Linked DNA regions of Mus musculus: all the other regions are linked to region 2. The links are chromatin contacts, called in public HiChIP or PLAC-seq maps. All regions are on one chromosome and are shown on one strand. The core of a region is the stretch at or near the end of the contact, and the rest is flanking DNA. Distances in the headings are between cores, read along the strand shown. Region 1 overlaps Gm30311 (a long non-coding RNA gene). Region 2 overlaps Boc (biregional cell adhesion molecule-related/down-regulated by oncogenes (Cdon) binding protein). Region 3 has its middle 28 kb from the start of Gm30311.

Evidence for each region. HiChIP or PLAC-seq counts read pairs in DNA pulled down with a chosen protein or histone mark.
Region 1: a contact with region 2 is called in an H3K27ac HiChIP or PLAC-seq map of oligodendrocyte precursor cells, with 5 times the contacts expected there. The contact joins two enhancer-like sites. A contact is called at or near these places in 1 of 15 datasets of contacts at CTCF or cohesin (embryonic stem cells), 3 of 484 Hi-C or Micro-C datasets (bone marrow-derived macrophages, cumulus cells and embryonic fibroblasts) and 14 of 115 datasets of contacts at active chromatin or transcription factors (bone marrow-derived dendritic cells, bone marrow-derived macrophages, cardiomyocytes and 7 more).
Region 3: an H3K4me3 HiChIP or PLAC-seq map of craniofacial prominence shows a contact between it and region 2, with 5 times the contacts expected there. The contact joins two enhancer-like sites. A contact is called at or near these places in 2 of 39 promoter capture datasets (both in embryonic stem cells), 5 of 15 datasets of contacts at CTCF or cohesin (embryonic stem cells, large pre-B cells and stem cell-derived epiblast-like cells), 105 of 484 Hi-C or Micro-C datasets (2-cell-like embryonic stem cells, 8-cell embryo, the AtT-20 cell line and 37 more), 29 of 115 datasets of contacts at active chromatin or transcription factors (T-cell acute lymphoblastic leukemia, bone marrow-derived macrophages, cardiomyocytes and 15 more) and 1 of 9 other capture datasets (embryonic stem cells).

Annotation. Positions count from the first base shown.
Region 1 is chr16:44,665,198-44,667,897 of GRCm38.p6, reverse strand. It overlaps Gm30311 (a long non-coding RNA gene), which reads right to left. Exons shown (of 3, transcript XR_384869.4): 3 at 2,434-2,655. Among named protein-coding and RNA genes, the nearest start is that of Gm30311, 6.6 kb to the right of the region's middle. Within about 2 kb of position 1,302, at least 33 of the 459 cell types and tissues checked have an H3K27ac peak or open chromatin away from gene starts, as enhancers often do. A contact at or near this core is called in oligodendrocyte precursor cells, where this site is marked.
Region 2 is chr16:44,492,654-44,495,353 of GRCm38.p6, reverse strand. It overlaps Boc (biregional cell adhesion molecule-related/down-regulated by oncogenes (Cdon) binding protein), which reads left to right. Exons shown (of 19, transcript NM_172506.2): 9 at 2,382-2,541. Among named protein-coding and RNA genes, the nearest start is that of Gm30064, 36 kb to the left of the region's middle. Within about 2 kb of position 1,338, at least 109 of the 459 cell types and tissues checked have an H3K27ac peak or open chromatin away from gene starts, as enhancers often do. A contact at or near this core is called in craniofacial prominence, embryonic basal ganglia, embryonic forebrain and 6 more, where this site is marked.
Region 3 is chr16:44,686,249-44,688,948 of GRCm38.p6, reverse strand. No RefSeq gene overlaps it. Among named protein-coding and RNA genes, the nearest start is that of Gm30311, 28 kb to the right of the region's middle. Within about 2 kb of position 1,443, at least 63 of the 459 cell types and tissues checked have an H3K27ac peak or open chromatin away from gene starts, as enhancers often do. A contact at or near this core is called in craniofacial prominence, embryonic basal ganglia, embryonic forebrain and 5 more, where this site is marked.

The DNA.
Region 1 (2,700 bases), core at 53-2,552, 170 kb before region 2:
ACAGAACTTGTACACACACACACACACACACACACACACACACACACACACACACACACACCAGCAAGCACATCCTGATCCAACCAATTGGTGAAGCCTAGGCCTAGTTGCTGTCAGCCTTTGCTGGTACTTCAGTTTTGGGCACACAGGAATTAGAAGTTAATTAAAGAAACACATCCTTGCAATTTCTGAAGTCTACGCCAACTCCACTCTAGCCTCCTTTTGGTCAAGAAACCTGAGTTAGATCCTCTTTCTTGTGAAATGCACAAGGGTGTGGGAGCTGGGAGGGAGGTGAGATTGGACAACGACACATTTCGCTGTATCTCACAGGATACAGAAAACCCTTTTGTTCTTTCTATCAAAGCCCCAGTCCCTCTTGGACCCACCCACCCTGGGCCTGGCCCTCCATTCTCATCTAAGTCTCCACCCTGTAGCCTTCCATCCTGGGAAAATAAGTCCCAGCATCTTTGTTGTGTTGTGATGGCTACGGCTTAGTTCACATGGCTCCTTCCTGTCCATCCCGGGAATGGTCATTTCCCCCAGTTGGACGTTTGCATTCCACCTAAATGTCATCTAATCATTGCTAGAGCAGGAGATTCTAGAGGGGGCCATCTGTCACGCTGTCACATGTCCTAAGACATGCTCAATTGCTCCCTGAGGTGAGCTCTCCTCTTCTTAAATCTCTGCTATTTTCTTTCTAGCTTGGTTCCAAACAACCAAATGCATTTTGCAAAGACTACGGCTGGCTCATCGGGACCTAGGTAACAATGTGAATATTTGAAAAAAAGGGGGAAAAATCCCAGAACCCCTATGAGTATTAGTTTTGCAAACATGTCCCTGTTATTCTTTGGTTCTGTACTTAGCCATTTCCCTCAGCCTCTTCTCCCCCCCCCCCCCCGCCCCCAGACCTTCCCTCTCCCCCAATCCCCATCCCCCAATCCCTGCCAACCCCAAAGAATAGGCCACGTGTCTACATTCCTGAAAAAAGTTGATTTTCTCTCTCTTTTTAAAGTATGAAACATAAACCTGGCTACAGCTGGAGGCTGCTGGGACGTGGGGCCCTGTGTTAATGCATGGCCCCTTTCATGAAATCTGGGGGCAGTTAATGGAGGGGGGGGTAGAGGAAAAAGAGGAGGAGGCGTGAACCTTTACACCCCAAGCGGGCTTCAGAAGAATTTACAGCCCTCCTTTCTGGAGACTGTTAAGATTTTATTGCCTCGTACCAGCAATTACAATGCTCCATAGAGGTCTGCACTTAGGCAGGCCAAGGATCCCCATTTGCTAAACCTGGAAAAAAGCCAGTCCGGCTGACTCTGGGTAGAGAAACAGCACTAGCTAAAGAGGGACGGGGACACACACACACACACACACACACAGAGCAAAGTAAAGCCTTATAAAGTTACCACTCATGTGCTGCCATCAAACAGGGTTGGTTTGGGGTGACTTGCCATCATTTATTAGCTTATGATATTCAACAAGTGATTCAGTCACTCCAAGGCACGAGTTTGCAATTTTGTAATTTGGAGATCATGATAGCATTCACCTTGTTGGATGGTTTCGGAAAAACAATTCTGCGCAGTGTGTGGTTCACAATAAAAGCCTAAAAGAAGCAAGTTTATTCTAATGTGATGAAAAGAAGGGCAGAAAGAGGGGCTGAACTTCAGCTCATGCACACAGGAGGACCTCTTTCTTTTTGACCCTAAAAGGTCCCCTCTCTCTCTCATTCCAATCTAGTTGTCCTTGGCATTAGGAATGAAGAAAGAAAATTAAAAGGTGGTGTGTGTGTGTGTGAGAGAGAGAGAGAGAGAGAGAGACAGAGACAGAGACAGAGACAGAGACAGAGACAGAGACAGAGATTGCTCAAGGATCCAAGTGGAGAAAGAATTGGAAAAGACCAAAGAGAACTATGTGAGGGAAATGGTACAGAAATGAAATGGCAATAACGGTGTACTTAGGCACAGACTGAGCAGGAAGCACGGGAGTGGGGTGTGGGAGTTAAAAAATGTCCAAGGTTTAGTTTGCTGGCAAACACCTCCTATAGGGAGGTAACGACGCCTAAAAAACGTTCCCAAAGAACATAACAACCACACTGTATACTTTCTGTCAGCCCCAATCCTCCTTCCTCTCACTGGGCCATTGATAAACGGCCCACCCCTGCCTCCGACCATCTCACACCTGCAGACTTTATGGAGCCCTTCAGGTGCTCCTCAGCACTCCGGGCTGTGCATGCCTCTGTGGAAAGGGAAGAGGTAAATTATGCCAAGCCTGCAACCTTGGCAAGGGAGCAGTAAATGTTTGCTGAATGAATGGATGAATAACAAGGTCTCTTTGAGGAAAGCCTACATCGGAGCCAACTAGACTGCTAATGAGTATAGTGTTCTTTCTGGGGGAATGAAACGTTTAGAATTAGACACTAATGGTGAGTGTCTGGGCTTTGTGAATGTACTAGAATTTATTGATTTGTACACTGTGAAATGATGGATTTTTATGAGTTATATTAAAAAAAACCAACAACAATAAATGTGAAAGCACAAACTGTAGCCATAGAGAAACACTTTTGCTCAGCACCTCCGTTTCTATTGTAGTCTTGACCTGGGGTCCTCTTATTTCCTTCTGAGGTTTTTTTCCAAGATCTTCTTGGGGTTTCCAGTGCTCCTAAAATCATCGTAAAGGCAAGAATGGTTAGATCGCCTAGAAATG
Region 2 (2,700 bases), core at 89-2,588:
TTGTGTGCGTTTGGATTATTTTTTTGCTTACAAAAATGCTTTGTGCGCTTGGTAGAAAATATGGAAATGTGAAATGGAGCGAAAAATACTTACCCACCTTTTCCTACTCCAAAAGCAAACAAGAAAACAAGCCTCCCCTCCCATGGTGGAATGTTCTGAATGCTCTGACTCTGCACAAGCCAGGTCCCTGCTGCAAACACCACTGGCCTCGAATAGTCTGGCCTTCTCTGTGTCTTCCCCTTCCAGAAGACCCGGGTACTAAAGAAGTTCCCGGAGACCTCAGGTGGTCAGAAAAGTACCGGAGGCAGAGCAACACCCTGTACCCTCATGTAGTTTCCCATATAGGCACAGGAGAGACCACAGTTCCCTCCCCCACACCACCTCCAGGACCAGCTAAAGGTGTAAATGGCTTTCTGAAAAGTAACAGCCTTGTTTAGCCTGTGTTCCAGGGCAGGGCTGGTCCCAATCCTTATTTTACTGTGTAACTAGACACCTCCCTGTGAGTTGTAGACAAAGATTAGGGAAGCCAAGTACCCAAGAGACAGAAACCAGTGTGATAGTAAGAATAATATTTTTCAGGCCAATAGGTGGCCCTGAAACTACCTCCCACTACAGGCAAGGAGGCAAAGACCGCACTGGGGTAATCCGGAAATGCCAAACTGATGCCTGCGTTCACCCTCCCAGTGTGTGTGACAGTGACTAATTACCCTTGCATTTCTTATTTTCATTTCTGGGTCCCAGTGGAAGTCTGAGGCCGGTGCTGGGAGGGCAGAGGGAGGAGGAGGTACAGGAAAATGACAGTCGGGACAGGGGCCCTGCTGAGTCTGGCTTCCATTAGGCATTGCCCTGTGGAACAGTTGGAGCTTTTAAGTGAATGTTGCCAAGACAGAAAGTATGTCTTGAAAGCTGTTCTTGCTCACGGAACTAACATAGCTTAATGGTCGTCACCCAAGAAAGAAGGTCGGAATCAGAAGTCAGCATTGGGTTGTGGGTTTGGGTTTTTTGGGGGGTTGTTTTGTTTTGTTTTTGTTTTGTTTTGTTTGTTTTTTGTTTTTGTGGGTTTTTTTGTTTTGTTTTGTTTTTTTCTATTCTCTGTCTTTTGCAGGGCATTGGGAATTAGTCAGGCTGATTTTCACGTGCACAGAGCAAGTTTCATCTCATCCACTGTAGACCTAGGCTACTGTGTTTGGGTTTCCAGCATCACTGGGGACTCTCAGCTTGTGAAAACCTTTCCCCTTGGAACAAATCCTGGAAGCCCGACATTAATGAGCTCAGACCATCCCCTGGCCTTGAATGGGACGTTTTGTTCTACTTGCGAATACTTTGCTCAGGGATAAGAGCTTTCCCCAGCAGCTGGTCGCTTTCTTAATCAAACCTCAGCTCTCTATTCTGGCAGGCTTTCTGAGATGCACAGAGCTGGCCACAAAGTCCTTCTTAAAAGATGGTGGGTGGGAGGAAATAATCTCTCACCATTGCCTTTCGGTGCCCGGAGTTCTCCCATAAATATTTTTTTAAAGAGCTAACCATTAAAAGTTCATTTATAATCCTTCACGGACACCCTGTTTTTTAAGCTTCAAGAACAGGGACAGGGAGCAGAAACCGGAGAAGAATTTTAAAGTGAGAAATCTCACAGGGTGAAGGGTGCCAAGAGCGTCAGGAGACAGGCCAGGCATTCATTTGTTGGGAACCTCACCTGTGCCAAGTCATCTCATTTGACTCCAGAGTAACTCAAGACATTGTATTTGCCCATCTTAGGGATGAATGGCTCAGGGCTCACCAGTGTGGGAGTTTGTTTGGGGTTATACAGTCAGAACTTGAATTTGGGGTTTTCCACTCCCAGAATCCTCTGTCTAGAACAGGTAACTTCTGAGCATGCTCTTTGGACACAAGTGCTCACTAGCTTTGCAACCATGGATGAATTCCTCAGCTCTCCGGGCTGAGGCTCTTTGCTGTGGACACTGACTGCTGAGACTTAGGGACAGGCAGTGCACTGAGAATGAGCACACTAGGACCATCTTTCCATTGCTTCCACTTTTGTTATCATTCCTGCCACCATCTCTCCTTAGAATATGGACTGAAGGGCTCGGGTTTGGCTTCATATGCAAGCAGAGAGAACATAGATGAGGAGGTTGCAGGAGATGGGAGAGTGGCCTTTGGGGGACTGACAGTTCAGTCTAGCTTTGTAGCTATCCTTGCAAACTTTCCTTAATAGGATCATTACCTTAGAGAGTAGGAGAACCAGTCTGAGCTCTGCAGTCCCACCAGCCTTTAACCTAGCCCACGGTCCTCTTTCTCTCTTCCTGCCATCTTGGGCTCAGGCCGAAAACCTCCTGGACACCACAGCAGAAGCAGGTCCTTACCCCAGTCACCCTCTTCAGCAGGTCACGAACTCCTCTGACGACTGGACCATTTCTGGCATTCCAGCCAACCAGCACCGCCTCACCCTGACCAGGCTTGACCCTGGAAGCTTGTACGAAGTGGAGATGGCAGCCTACAACTGTGCTGGCGAGGGCCAGACAGCTATGGTCACCTTCCGAACAGGTAAGTCAAATATTTTTGCTTAGCTCAGAGTTCCAAAGGCCCGAGCAAGTTATAGTGAGGCCAGATGCAAAGTCCTGTTCACTTTGTTCACCTCTGTCCTTCTCCAGTGGCTGCCTCTGTGGACTTATGTGCCTGGACTAAAGCACTACCTTTCTTTAT
Region 3 (2,700 bases), core at 194-2,693, 190 kb before region 2:
CTTCTCCCTCTAGCCTTTTGTGAGCTCTCTCTTTTGTCTTATAAAGGGAGAAAAGCAAGGCAGAATAACACTTTGAGTCCTCTCTTCCTGGTCACTCTTCCAAAGGGGAAAGCTGGAATTTGATGTCTCGGGTCCCTTCCTCATACATATGCTTCCCTGGAAACATTCCTGGGGAAGAAGAAAAGCTGCGGTTTGGGGTTTAGGGAGCTGGCTGCAGGCCTGGCAGGCAGATGCTCTTCCATCTCTTGTTCTACCTTAGACTTCTTGCAAATCACAGATTCACTCAGCTTCCTCCCCAGCACAACCGGGAGGAAAATGCCGCTCTCTGGGAGGTCAAGTGAGAATTAATGAGCTGTGCTTTCTTGGAGTTCTCCATTGGTACTTCAGAGCTTCTGCAGTGATTGGCTGGACACTTCTGGACCTTATGTCTTTCTATCCCCTGACCTTAACATTCTCTCAACGGAAATGAATACAAAAAAAAATCTCAAAAGTTTACAGATCGCTAAGGTTTGGAGATTCTGGGAGCATTGTATTTTTAACACACACACACACACACACACACACACACACACACACACACACACACGCGCGCGCGCGCGCGACTTTCCACCTGCTTTTGCTCTGTGATTCTCTGGTTCTCACTCTGGCCTTTTCTGGTTCTCTGCCTCATTTCCCTCGGGCATCCTGAACTAGTGAAAATGAAGTTAAGCAGAGATGTAATAAAGTTAGTCACCTTGCACTCTCTCTGGGGAAGTAAAGAATCTTTAAATAAAGGGGCCATCAGGCTTAATAGCCCACCTCCACCCCCGGACCCCCCGCCCCCCCCTCGCCATCATGCTCACTAGCCCCGCCCCCATCTCCCCTGCTTCCTTCTCATTGGGTCAATGACAAGTTACACTGTTTTTCTCTAGCCTCTTATTCCCCTTGTTTCAGTATTTTGTTCTCTTCTTCCTCGTTGCTTCTGCCTCTTGCTCCATCTGAGAAACATAGGTTGCCCCCAGTCCCCAGCCCCAACCCCCTACAAGCACCACTTCCATCCCTTCACCCCATCCCCGCCCCCACCCCCATCAGACTGAACCGCCAAAAGATGTGCAGGCTTCCTGCTACAAAAAGCACACATCAGTTCTGAAAGGGGATAAATATGATAGGGGCGCGATGATAACAGTGCACACTTGTTAACCAGGAAAATCCAGCAGGAGGTGGGGGGGGGGGGCAGGGAAAGAGGGAAACTTGAGAATAGAGGCTGACTGGGTAGGAGCCCCTGGAGGGAACGCAGAAGGGGGGCCCTCCAGCAGCCACCATCAATTATACAGGCTGGTTTTGTTTTGTTTTGTGAGGTCTGAACCGAGGCTCAGCTGATGGGGCAGGGGTGGCTAGGGGGTGAATAAGGGATTTTAACCAAACCAGTGGCTCTGAATGGAGGCCTTGGGCTCAGTTGAGGGGGCCTCAGCAGAGAGAGCTTGAAAAGAGGGCCTTTGGGCTTTGAGAAGGAAAGGGGGAGGTGGAACTAGGCTGAGGCTGCGGGGAAGATTTTGAAGTGGGAGGGGCAGGGGAAGGAGGAGTGGAGCACAATGATGGGGAATGGAGGCCAGCTCTGAGCTCTCGTTGCTCACAATGTGTCCCATGTGGTTCTCTTTATCTCAGCCTTTCAGGAGTCAATACAGGGGCCTTTTTTATTTTCAACTCTAAGTATATAGCTACCCCACCTCCCCATTTCACACAGCACAACATTTCACACAGCACAACCACACGCGTGCGCGCGCACGCGCGCGCGCACACAAACCTACAAGTCTGAGATAGTTAACGCCGTACATCTGTAAAGTTGTTTCCATAGGACGGCGTTGCTTGGTTTTTAATCTGCCACATGCTTCAGGAGCATCCATTTTACACTACTCAACACTCCTCTCCGTCCCTCTCCTCCAGCCGGTCTAATCCCTTCCTCCAGGATACATCCTTCCATCTCCCACCTTTATAGATGCCTCAAAAAGTCAAGAGAAGCTGAAGGGCTTGTTTATTTGTGGCAGAATCTCAATATGTAGCTAAGGCTATCCTCAAACTCACAATCGTCCTGCCTCTTGAATGAGGTATAGTATAGGTGTACATCACCATGTCCTGCTATAAGAAGGTTCTTGAATCTTTGGAAAGTGAAAACATCACAATAGAATGATTTGCAATCAATACGACCAAAAATAAAAGATTAGAACCAACCCACACTTGAGCATTAGACTGTTAATATATACAAAGTAATATATGTATGTACATATATATGTATATGTGTGTGTGTTTGATTTTCTAGTTTTATGTGTTTGGGTGTTTTGCCTATATGGAAGTATATGTACTATATGCATGTCTGTGCCTGTAGATGTCAGAAGAGGGAATCAGAACCGCTGTAACTAGAGTTTGGGTGATTATGACCCTCCACGTGGATGCTGGAAACTGAATATGGTCCTCTGCAAGAGCAGCAAGTAGTCTTAACCACTGAGCATCTTCCCAGCCTACAAATGTTTGATGGTAGGTTTCTCTAAAATATTTAATCTCCAAAGGAACAAATCCTGTTTCCGTGTGCTCTTGTGATTGAAGCAGCCCTAGGCTCTGAGCCTACACAGTTTACCAGATTTATAATTTACCTATTTTCTCAACAACATTATTACATGGAATCTCATTGGGTACTTGCATCTAAAAGAGTAAAACATTCTTAAA